3 separate regions of the Sus scrofa genome follow, and all the other regions are linked to region 1. The links are chromatin contacts, called in public Hi-C maps. All regions are on one chromosome and are shown on one strand. The core of a region is the stretch at or near the end of the contact, and the rest is flanking DNA. Distances in the headings are between cores, read along the strand shown. Region 1 holds the start of INO80C (INO80 complex subunit C). Region 2 has its middle 53 kb from the start of ZNF24. Region 3 overlaps GALNT1 (polypeptide N-acetylgalactosaminyltransferase 1).

What was found. Hi-C and Micro-C count contacts between places; a contact is called where the count stands out from the background.
Region 2: a contact with region 1 is called in a Hi-C map of retroperitoneal adipose tissue, with 2.1 times the contacts expected there. The contact joins the enhancer-like site here to the promoter of INO80C in region 1. A contact is called at or near these places in 10 of 47 Hi-C or Micro-C datasets (alveolar macrophages, embryonic fibroblasts, fetal liver and 6 more) and 2 of 2 datasets of contacts at active chromatin or transcription factors (alveolar macrophages and skeletal muscle).
Region 3: a Hi-C map of alveolar macrophages shows a contact between it and region 1, with 1.8 times the contacts expected there. The contact joins the enhancer-like site here to the promoter of INO80C in region 1. A contact is called at or near these places in 1 of 5 promoter capture datasets (liver), 8 of 47 Hi-C or Micro-C datasets (alveolar macrophages, blood, embryonic fibroblasts and 2 more) and 2 of 2 datasets of contacts at active chromatin or transcription factors (alveolar macrophages and skeletal muscle).

What each region holds. Positions count from the first base shown.
Region 1 is chr6:119,284,018-119,287,371 of Sscrofa11.1, forward strand. It overlaps INO80C (INO80 complex subunit C), which reads right to left and starts at 1,835. Exons shown (of 5, transcript XM_003356408.4): 1 at 1,450-1,835. The coding sequence starts at 1,605.
Region 2 is chr6:119,218,064-119,221,417 of Sscrofa11.1, forward strand. No RefSeq gene overlaps it. Among named protein-coding and RNA genes, the nearest start is that of ZNF24, 53 kb to the left of the region's middle. Within about 2 kb of position 1,763, at least 1 of the 83 cell types and tissues checked has an H3K27ac peak or open chromatin away from gene starts, as enhancers often do. A contact at or near this core is called in retroperitoneal adipose tissue, where this site is marked.
Region 3 is chr6:119,351,435-119,354,788 of Sscrofa11.1, forward strand. The region is part of intron 2 of GALNT1 (polypeptide N-acetylgalactosaminyltransferase 1); the gene reads left to right. Among named protein-coding and RNA genes, the nearest start is that of GALNT1, 57 kb to the left of the region's middle. Within about 2 kb of position 1,842, at least 1 of the 83 cell types and tissues checked has an H3K27ac peak or open chromatin away from gene starts, as enhancers often do. A contact at or near this core is called in alveolar macrophages, where this site is marked.

The DNA.
Region 1 (3,354 bases), core at 585-3,084:
GGGAGAAAGCACTCAATGCATGTATTTGGCAAAGGACTCCGAACAAGAATATATCAAGAACTCCTATACATTAATAATTAAAACAACCTGATGAGAAAAAAAAAAAATCAGGCACCTCACAAAAGATATTGGAATGGTCAAAAGCATATGAAAAGGTGATTGATATCATTAGTAAACTATGACACAAAAATTTTAAAACAATGACACAACACTACACAGCCATCAGAATGGCAAAAAGACAGATGATGCCAAGTATTGTTGAGGACATAGAGCAACTGGAATTCTTATACTTTACTGCTGAGAATGCACAACAGTGCAACTACTTTGGAAACCACTGTTTAACAATTTCGGAGTTGTGAGTGTGTCCACCTTATGATCCAGCAATTCCACGACTATCCATTTACCCAAGAGAAATGAAAGCATTTATCTACACAGATGTGTATAGGAATGTTCAGGGCAGCTTATGCATAAGGGCAAAAACTATCAAGAACTCCAATGTCCATCAGTTGTGGTATATTCACACAATATACTAGATGCTCCAAAACAGGTAATAACATGAATGAAATAACTCTCAAAAACCTTGTTTTATAGAGAAAGCCCAAACAGACACAAAAAGAATCTGCTATGATTCTATACATATTCTGTTTAAAAAGGCAAAGTCAATCTGGTGAGAGGTGTCAGAGTGGTGGTTACCTCTGACAGGGAGAAAAGAGTATGGACTGGAAAGGGTCACCAGGGAATTTTCAAAGGCCCTTGGAAATGCTCTTTATCTTGATCTAGATGGTAGACATAGGTAGACACCTTTGTAAAAAGAACCCGCGCCGCCACCTCAACTGGTGAAGTCTGTGTCAGAAGCTGTGCTCAGAGCTTTATCACCATGATCTTATTGAATCCTCGTAACAACCCCATGAGGTTAAGACCAAACCCACTTTTGGACAGGGAGACTGAGGGTCACAAAAGCACTTTGAGGATGAGGGGAATCACCCGTGCCAGAACTTCTTTGTATTCCTTCACGCGGTTCATTACGGCGCTCTGCACCTCACAGGCATTCGGTAAATGGCTGTAGAATGGACAAAGTTGATACACGGGAACTTCTGCTTGATTAAAACTCACATTAAATAAGAAAAGTCCTAAGCCTCGCTTTAAACGCGACCTCGACGGAAAGGGACGGCCTATTAGGGCAACAACAACTTCCCCACCCCCCGCTCTCCTCAAGAACAATGCAACGCTGGTGGTTCTTTAACCTACTCCCACAGAGTCAAACTAAGGGAAAAATAAAGTGTTTCATTTACACCAGAGACAAGGTTCTACCGAAGAGGTACGGCGGCACTCCCCTGCGCATGCGCTGCGCCCTGCCACGCCGTGCCCCGCCCCGCCGAACTCCCAGGCGCCTTCATCCCGCCCCAGCCCAGCCCCGCGCACGCGCAAGCTAAGCGAGTGTCAGGGTACCTGCGCAAAGCCAGAGGCGGACACTTTCTTCTTCTTACTGGCGCTATAGCCTCCGGCGCTGCTGCCGTTGTGGGAAGGACTGGCCGGCCTCTTCTTGCTGTTCCGGGGTATCCCGGGAGTGGAAGTGGTGGCCACAATTGGGATTTGAGCCGCCATTCCTACCCCAAGCCTTCCTCTCCGCCCCCCCCCCCCAACTTCTGTCCCTGTGCGGACCGTGAAACTTCCGGCCCTCGGTTACTTCCGTCTTACGCTTTTGAAAACCCGGCCTGGACTCTGAAAGCTTGCGTCGACTTCTCTCGGCCAAATCTAAAAGGCGGAGCTCGGAGCAGTCAGTTCTTTCCGGGCGGGAGGGCGTCCACGCGTCAGCCAGCCTCGTGTTGCTCCGCCCGCGCTCCGAACCCGGGCACGTGCTTGGAAGCCCCCAGGGATTGAGGAGTAGAAAGTACCACCATCTGTTTTAAAAAATTGGATTTTTTTAAAGTTAATCTCTTCTCACATTAAGTCAGAAGATTGATCACTTTTGATATCTGTAAGTGTAAAGGTAAGATTCTGTGTGGAGTAGACCGACCATCACGCTGCTAGCTTTTCCCTTGGTCGTGGCCTTCTCGCCCAGAAGCCTGTGTTTCAATGGTGCCCAGATGGACTTGAAGGGTAGAGTGATTCTTAACTTTTTAGAGGCCACTGACCCCTTTGACTAGCTCAGCCCCCCCCCCCCACAATATACGGGCATAGACATAATCTTACATTACAGATTTCAGCAGGTCACAGATCTGCTAAAACCTATTTATGAACCTCAATGAAACACCCCTCTCCCTTGTTATTCTGCCACCCGAGGCACCTTCCTTTAATCTGCCCTCCTCTATGCCCACCTGTGCTTGCTTCTCTGAGGGCACCTTGCTGTGATCCCTCAGTAAATGTTTGTTGCGTTTACACACCAATCCCCTACTCGTAAGGGGTCAGTCAAGTGGGTGCACCACATCTGGTTTCCCATTGCTAAATTCAGTCCTGCTTTTGTCTGATCCCTTTCATTCTGAACCACCCTCCCACCTCCCATCCCCCGGATCTAGAACACCATCATTTTTTTTATTTTCCTCTTTCCTAACCACTGGTCCTCTCTTTGACAATTTTCTTCTACCAAATGGTTTCTAATCATACTATAATTTTTTGTTTGTTTGTTTTTTGGGTTTTTTTTTTTTTTTTTTCAAAATATGGGTCATGTAGACACACCCCCTCACAGCAGATAAACATTTTGTAAAGTTTCCCAGGTGATTCTAACGGTCAGCCAGGTTTGGAACCAGCTCTTCCTGCACAGTCCTTATATGGAGAGTTTCTTGTTGCTTCCTGCCCTCCTCAGTTTATACTCTCCCCAGACATTCAACCACCTCAAGGGGCCTCAGGTATCACCTAAATACAGTTCGCTTTCAGATTTCCATCTCTTATCTGGGTCTTTCTCCAGAGATGTATACTCAGATACAAAATTCCTTGCCTAGATATAAATTCAGATGCTTACAGGCATCCCACATCCAGCATGGCAAAAGCAGAATTCATCATCCTCTCTGCTTCTCTAAAACACACTCCTCCTTCAGTGCTTCCTAGCTCAGAAAATGCCAGCAGTATCCACCACTTGTTCAAACCAAGAACCTGGGAGCCATCCTTGATTCTTCCCCTTTGCCTATTGCACTGTAACCCCAGGCCAGCCACCATCATCTCTTCTTTTGGACCCCTTTGTTGCCTTTTTATCTCCCTGCTTCCACCATTGATCCCTCTAAACCAGTTATCACATGCAATTTCACGTGACCTCTTCCACGGTACAGTTGTGCATATTTAGATTATGCCGTTTACTTGAAACCCTTCAGTGGCTTCCCATGGTCCCTAGAATGAAGTTTAATGTCCATAATGTGGATT
Region 2 (3,354 bases), core at 513-3,012, 66 kb before region 1:
ATAATGACATCATAGATAGAGCTAGAAAGCAAATTAGTAGTTGTCAGTGGCTGGGGGATGGGAAATGAGAAGTGTCTGCTTAATGAGTATAGGGTTTTCTGTTGGGGTGATGAAAACGTTTTGGAACTAGAGGAAGTGATTGCTCAACATTGTGAATGTACTAAATGCCACTGAATCGCACACTTTAAAATAGTTACTTTGATGTCGTGTAAGTTTAACCTGGAAAAAAAAATACTTGCCATGCATACCAGGGAACAAAACAATATAAATAACAATGAGCAGAAACTGGAGACCCACAGGAGATCTAGAAAATGAAGTTATAAAATTCAGACTTAAAAATAAAAAAATTATGCTTGTTGTGTTCATTGAGAGATGAAACTGAGTATTTTGACAGAAATATAAACTGTAAATATAAAACAAAACAAAGAGAGGAGCTCCCTGTAGCCTAGTGGATTAAGGATCCTGTGTTGTCGCTACTGTGAGGTGGGTTTGATCCCTGGCGTAGGCATTTCCACACACTGCAGATACAGCAAGACAAACAGCACTCTGTTGTCTACTCTTCCAGGTTCATCTCTATGTGCAGGTCTCTCACCTTGGTCCTGATTTGTTCCCAGGAAATAATCACAAGTTAAACCATTAGAGATCATATCCTTGTACATGTACTTTTATAAAGCAGGGTTCCATTTTGGGAAATCCACTTTATTCCGTAAAAGTACCAAAGCTGTTTAGAAAAAAAAAAAAAAAAAAGAAAACAAATGTAAATGTTACAAACACTAAGTATATCAATGAAAGATGTATGTGGAAAAGACACGGTAAGTGTTCATATTTTTACATCTGAGGCATTGTGGAACTTAATTGATAATCTCTGTTCAGCTCATTCAGTAAACGTTTTTTTTTTTTTGGTCTTTTTGCTATTTCTTTGGGCCACTCCTGCGGCATATGGAGGTTTCCAGGCTAGGGGTCGAATCGGAGCTGTAGCCACTGGCCTACGCCAGAGCTACAGCAACGCTGGATCCGAGCCGTGTCTGCAACCTACACCACAGCTCATGGCAACGCCGGATCGTTAACCCACTGAGCAAGGGCAGGGACCGAACCTGCAACCTCATGGTTCCTAGTCGGATTTGTTAACCACTGCGCCACAACAGGAACTCCTCATTCAGTAAACATTTAGTGGGCATCTTCAAAAAAGAAAACAACAGAGAGAAGTTTCTAGAACTATAGATACAATAATCAAATTAGTAACACAGTGGGATGAATTTTTTATGCATTTGAAGACATTATCCAGAATATAGTATTGATAAGGGAGGGTAGGAGACAAAGCAGTTACAGAAAGGAGTCTCATAAGGGGGGTGGGGAGGATGAATGGCACAGGAGCAGTATTTGAAGCATTAATAGTTGAGAATTTTCAAAAATTGATGAAAGATATTAAGCTGTACATTTCAGCTGACTTCTAAATAGAAACGATGGAATCTGGAAAACAGTGGAACACTGTCTTCACAATACCGAAAGGAAATAACTATCTGACAAGAGATGGTGTAGAAAACAAATGCTCTAGCAATTTGTAAGTGAAACATTAACTTAGGACAAGAGAAAAGATGACAGGATTACAAGAGATGAGTAAGGACTGAGCAGGCCACTAAAGAGTCGTTAGTAAGGGATGTTTCCTGGGCAGGTGGTCAGGAAATCTTAAGGTCTACTGGTGGAACAATGAGTCAGCTGGTTTGGGTGGAGTTGAGAAACCATTACTAGGGGTGGGATAGAAATTGAGACTGAAAATGGTCAGTAGGAGCAAGATGGTGAATGATCTCATCCTACAGGTGATGGGAAATACTGAAGGTGTTTTTGTGGCATCTTTGCCTTGTTTCTTGATAGGATACTGCTGCTAACAGTCTTTCTCACATTTTCCTGGTATGGCTATAAATCATGCTGTCTCTTGCTACTTTACTATGAATGAAATGAAATTTAGATAAGTGCCAGCTTCAGCCTGAACTATACTTTTACTCTCTTGAGAGGAAGTGTTATTAAATTACCATTTAAAAATAATCCAATTGCAATGAATCTTATTTCCTCTTTGATTTGTTCCTCTGGAGCCAGAGTGAGACAGTAAAGCAGAGAGGGAAGAGAAAATAAAGAAGTTCTCTTTCAAAGTTGTTTCCACATAACTGACTTTTTAATTATTTTCTTATTTTCTTATCACCATGCTCCCTTTCCATTCTGTTTTCAGAAGGGCAGAGAGTGCCTTATTAACTCACACTGTCTTCATTAGTCCACATGAGCTCTGTTTTGCTTCAGAATTGTGTACTCCTCACCTCTGAGTGTCGCCCGTGTTTGCCCTCCAACCCAGAACCCAACTCTGATGTGTTTGATATACATACTTGCACAATTCATTCATCTTTAAAAACTATAGTGTTATTTTATGTATATTTTAATTACATCAGTGACACTATCCATTCATCCATTGATGGACACCTAAATTGTTTCTGTACCTTGGCTATTGTGAATAATGCTGCAATGAACATGGGAGAGCAGGTATCTCTGCAAGATCTTTATTTCACTTTCTTAGCATATAGGCCCCAAAGTGGAACTACTGGATCATAGGTTAGTTCTACTGTTAATTTTTTGAGGAAACGCCATGCTGTTTTTCATAGTGGCTGTGCTAATTTGCATTTTCAGTAGCAGTGCACCAGATTCCCTTTTCTTTACACCTTTAAATAAATTTTATTGAAGTATAGTTGATTTGCAATGTTTTGTTAACTTCTGCTGTAGAGCAAAGTGATTCAATTATATCTATACACATATTCATTCCCATAAAGGTTATAGCAGAATACTGAAGAGATTCCCCTATACTGTAGAGCAGGCCCCTGTTGACCAGTCATCATATGCAATAGTGTGCATATGCCAACCTCAAGCTCCCAATTCCTCCCTCCCTTTTAACTCTCTCCTTTTACTGTGAGTTTGTTTTTGAAGTCTGTGAGTCTGTGAGTCTGTTTCTGCTTTTTTTTTTTTTTTTTTTTTTTTTTGCTTTTTAGGGCTGCATCCATGGCACATGGAAATTCCCAGGCAAAGGATCAAATTGGAGCTACAGCTGCCAGCCTACACCACAGCAACACCAGATTGAGCTGCGTCTGCAACCTACACTACAGCTCATGGCAGTGCTAGATCCTTAACCCACTGAGTGAGGCCGGGGATCAAACCCGCATCCTCATGAATACTAGTCGGGTTTGTTAACCGCTGAGCCATGAAGGGAACTCCTGTTTCTGTTTTGTAAAGAAATTCATTTGTATCATTTTTAAAGATTGTATATATAAGTGATATCATATGATATTTGTCTTTCTCTCTCTGACATACTTCCAC
Region 3 (3,354 bases), core at 592-3,091, 67 kb after region 1:
ATGCATTCATAATCCTCAGAGCTAGTAGAAACTATGTCAAGGGCCACTTAGCCAGGTAGTGTGGCATATGTGAGGGTATTGCTATTTGTCATATAGCTTCTGTCATCACATCCTTTGGGCCTAAATCTATAAAAGCAGTGACTCACTCCTTTGCTAGAAATGTGTAAATAATTAGTCAGATTGACGGGTACCTTTCAGGACTGGAAAGCTGTGACTTGGGGAAAGAAGAGGCCAAGAAAATGTACAAATTATAAATCTCTCAAAACCACTCTTACCTGGAGTTCCTGTGGTGGCTCAGTGGTAACAAACCTGACTAGTATCCATGAGGATGTGGGTTTGATCCCTGGCCTTTCTCAGTGGGTTAAGGATCCAGTATTGCCATGAGCTGTGGTATAGGCCAGCAGCTACAGCTCTGATTTGACCCCTAGCCTGGGAACTTCCATGTGCCTTGGGTGTAGTTCTAAAAAGACAAAAAACATAAAAGAAAAACAAAACGAACAAACACACTCTTAGGTGGAAAAGACCTGCAGTCTCTTCCACCCTGTGCTACATAACAAAGGTTTTCTTTGTTTTTTTTTTTGTTTTTTTTCATTGAGTCTTCCTAAATGGCATATAATAACACCATGAATTCACATGCATTTACAGTTAAAACTTGGGTCATCCTACTCCATAGTACCTCCTTTGAACTGAGAACTCATCATCTCTTTCATTTCTTTTCATGTTCATGCCATTTGATTTCCTTTTAAGTGATGACTGCCCACCCACATCTACTGCCAGCTAAGACTTGCTTCCTGTGCCCTTGGTGATTTTTGTACCTAACTTAAGTTTTCCTTCCATCCTGACTCTTGCTTTCCTTAACCTTTAAAAAAAAAAAAAAATTATTGACGACTTGTCTGACTCTGTTATTTTCAGTTTCTTAGGTTCATTTCTGTCATTGCCTTCTTTACGTCTATTGGCCATGTCCCCAAATAGTATATTCTGAGCCTTATCAGCGCAAAGGTTGTTCCACCTGCAGAATCTCAGGCTTGGTCTTCTCACTGGCTGTCTGTCTCAAATTTTCCACTCCTCTGTGCTTATTGACCTCAGACTCCACTGAGTCTCTGTTCTAGCTGTTCCCAGGATTTCCCTGATTTTTTCCCTTATGATAAATATTATAACCCATGTAAATGTCCAGCATGTATAGTGGAATTCCTAATAAACCAGCAATAAATCTTACCTTGCCCCTCTGATTCATAAAAGCCTATCAGAATGCAAGAAACTGGGAATGATTTTTTTTAAAAAAATGGGAATAATCTGCAGTCTGCTCTAATTTATGTTTTAAAATTTTATCCTCAACTTCTAATTCCAGACCAAGATGGTATAGTGTGGATACAGTATATTTCTCACTGAGAATAGCTAAAAGCCCTGGACATTGTATATGAAACAAACATGAGAAAACTCAGAAAAGTGGAGAGAAGGAGGCAATTGACTAAGGACGTTGGGACTTATGGAATGACAGGGCGATGATTTCTCTAAGTTTTTATTTGCTTCATATATCTTGGGCTAGAGAAGATGGCAGCCCAGACACATGACAGAAACAAATTAAAAAAAAAAAAAATCCAAGAAATGCCTGCTGTCACTAGCCAAAGAGCAAGGAAAGGGGCAACCTAGAAATTTTTAGACCAGTAGCTACCCTATTCTAGCCAAACTCTGCAGGAAAAAATGTCCCCTTACCCCACCCCAGTCAGTAAAGGCTGAATAGAGACTCTCATCTTCAGCATATTGTTAGAAGTCACCCCTCCTAATCCTGCTAACCCCTGGAGTGATGTCAGGGAAGACCACGTGGGGGCTAAAGACGGTCATCCTGGCCCAGCCAACAGCAAAAATGAAGCAAAACAAAATTACCCAACTACATGCAAGAGCATTATGTCGAGTTAAAAACATGACATGACAAAACAAAACAGGAATTCCTGCTGTGGCGCAAGGAGATTGCTGGCATCTCTGGAGCACTGGGACATAGGTTCCATCCCTGGTCCAGCACAATGGATTAAGGAATCTGGCATTGCTGCAGCTGTGGTGTAGGTCAAAACTGTGGCTCCAGGTGGCCCACAGAACAAAGCAAAAATTAAAAAGACAAAAACATGAAAACAAACAAAAATCCCAGCCAGTTTCAAAAGGTTACATACTATGATTCCATGATACAACATCCGACATCCTTTTTTTTTTTTTTTTGGTCTTTTTAGGGCCTCACCCATGGCATATGGAGGTTCCCACGCTAGGGGTAGAATCGGAGCTGCAGCTGCCGGCCATAGCCACAGCCACATCAACCTCAAATCCGAGCCTCATTTGTGACCTACACCACAGCTCATGGCAACACCAGATCTTTAACTCACTGAGAGAGGCCAGGGATCAAACCCGTGTCCTCATGGATGCTAGTTGGGTTTGTTACTTCTGAGCTATGACAGGAACTCTATAACATCCTTAAATGACAAAATTATAGAGATGGGAAACAAACAGTGGTTGCCGGGGTTAGAAATAGTGGGAGTGGGAGGCGGTGTAGAGCATGAGGGAGATATTTGTGGTGATGGAGTAGTTCTGTATTTTGGGGCTGGTGGTTGTTACAGGAATCTGTACATGTGATGAAATGGCACAGAACAATACACACTCACTTACCAATGACAATTTCCTGATTTTGACATTGTACTATGGTTATGAGTTCATAGCTTCTTTTGGTAAGTTACAGTAATAAGATGTAATCATTGAAGGGAAACAGGTGAAGGGTTGAAGGAGTTCTCTGTACAGTTTTTACAACTTCCTATGATTCTCTGATGACTTCAAAGTAAAACATTAAAAAAAAGATTTTGATACTTGTGATAATCAATGTTATCATCCAAATTTTTGCGTTCTGCTTTCTGGGGACAATGCTGGAATTATTGCATTTCCTTGCTTCTTTGAAAGTTAGATATGGCAGGTGGTTTGATTTGGCCATTGAAATGCATGCATGAAAGTGATAATTGGTGAGGAAGTGTTTTACCATGTGCTGTCCTACTGTCTCTGCCAAGGAGGAAGGAACCATGTGCTGCTCCAGATTCTTCTTCAGCCTGGGCTAAAGCCCCGCTCCCACCAAGGACATAGAATGTGGGCCAGAAAAGAACTGTGCAGTTTTAATCTACCAGGTTTTGGGGCTTTGGGGTACACTTTCCAGTACAGCTCTACAACTATTAGTCATCATTACCTGCCCACCATTTTGCTCTTATCACCAGATTCAAGGCAAGGCACCCTCCTGACTGCTTATGATCCACGTGTACCACACCCAGGACTGCCCTCGCCATGCTGACATAGGCTTACTACCTGACCTGACCTTACCCATGATCA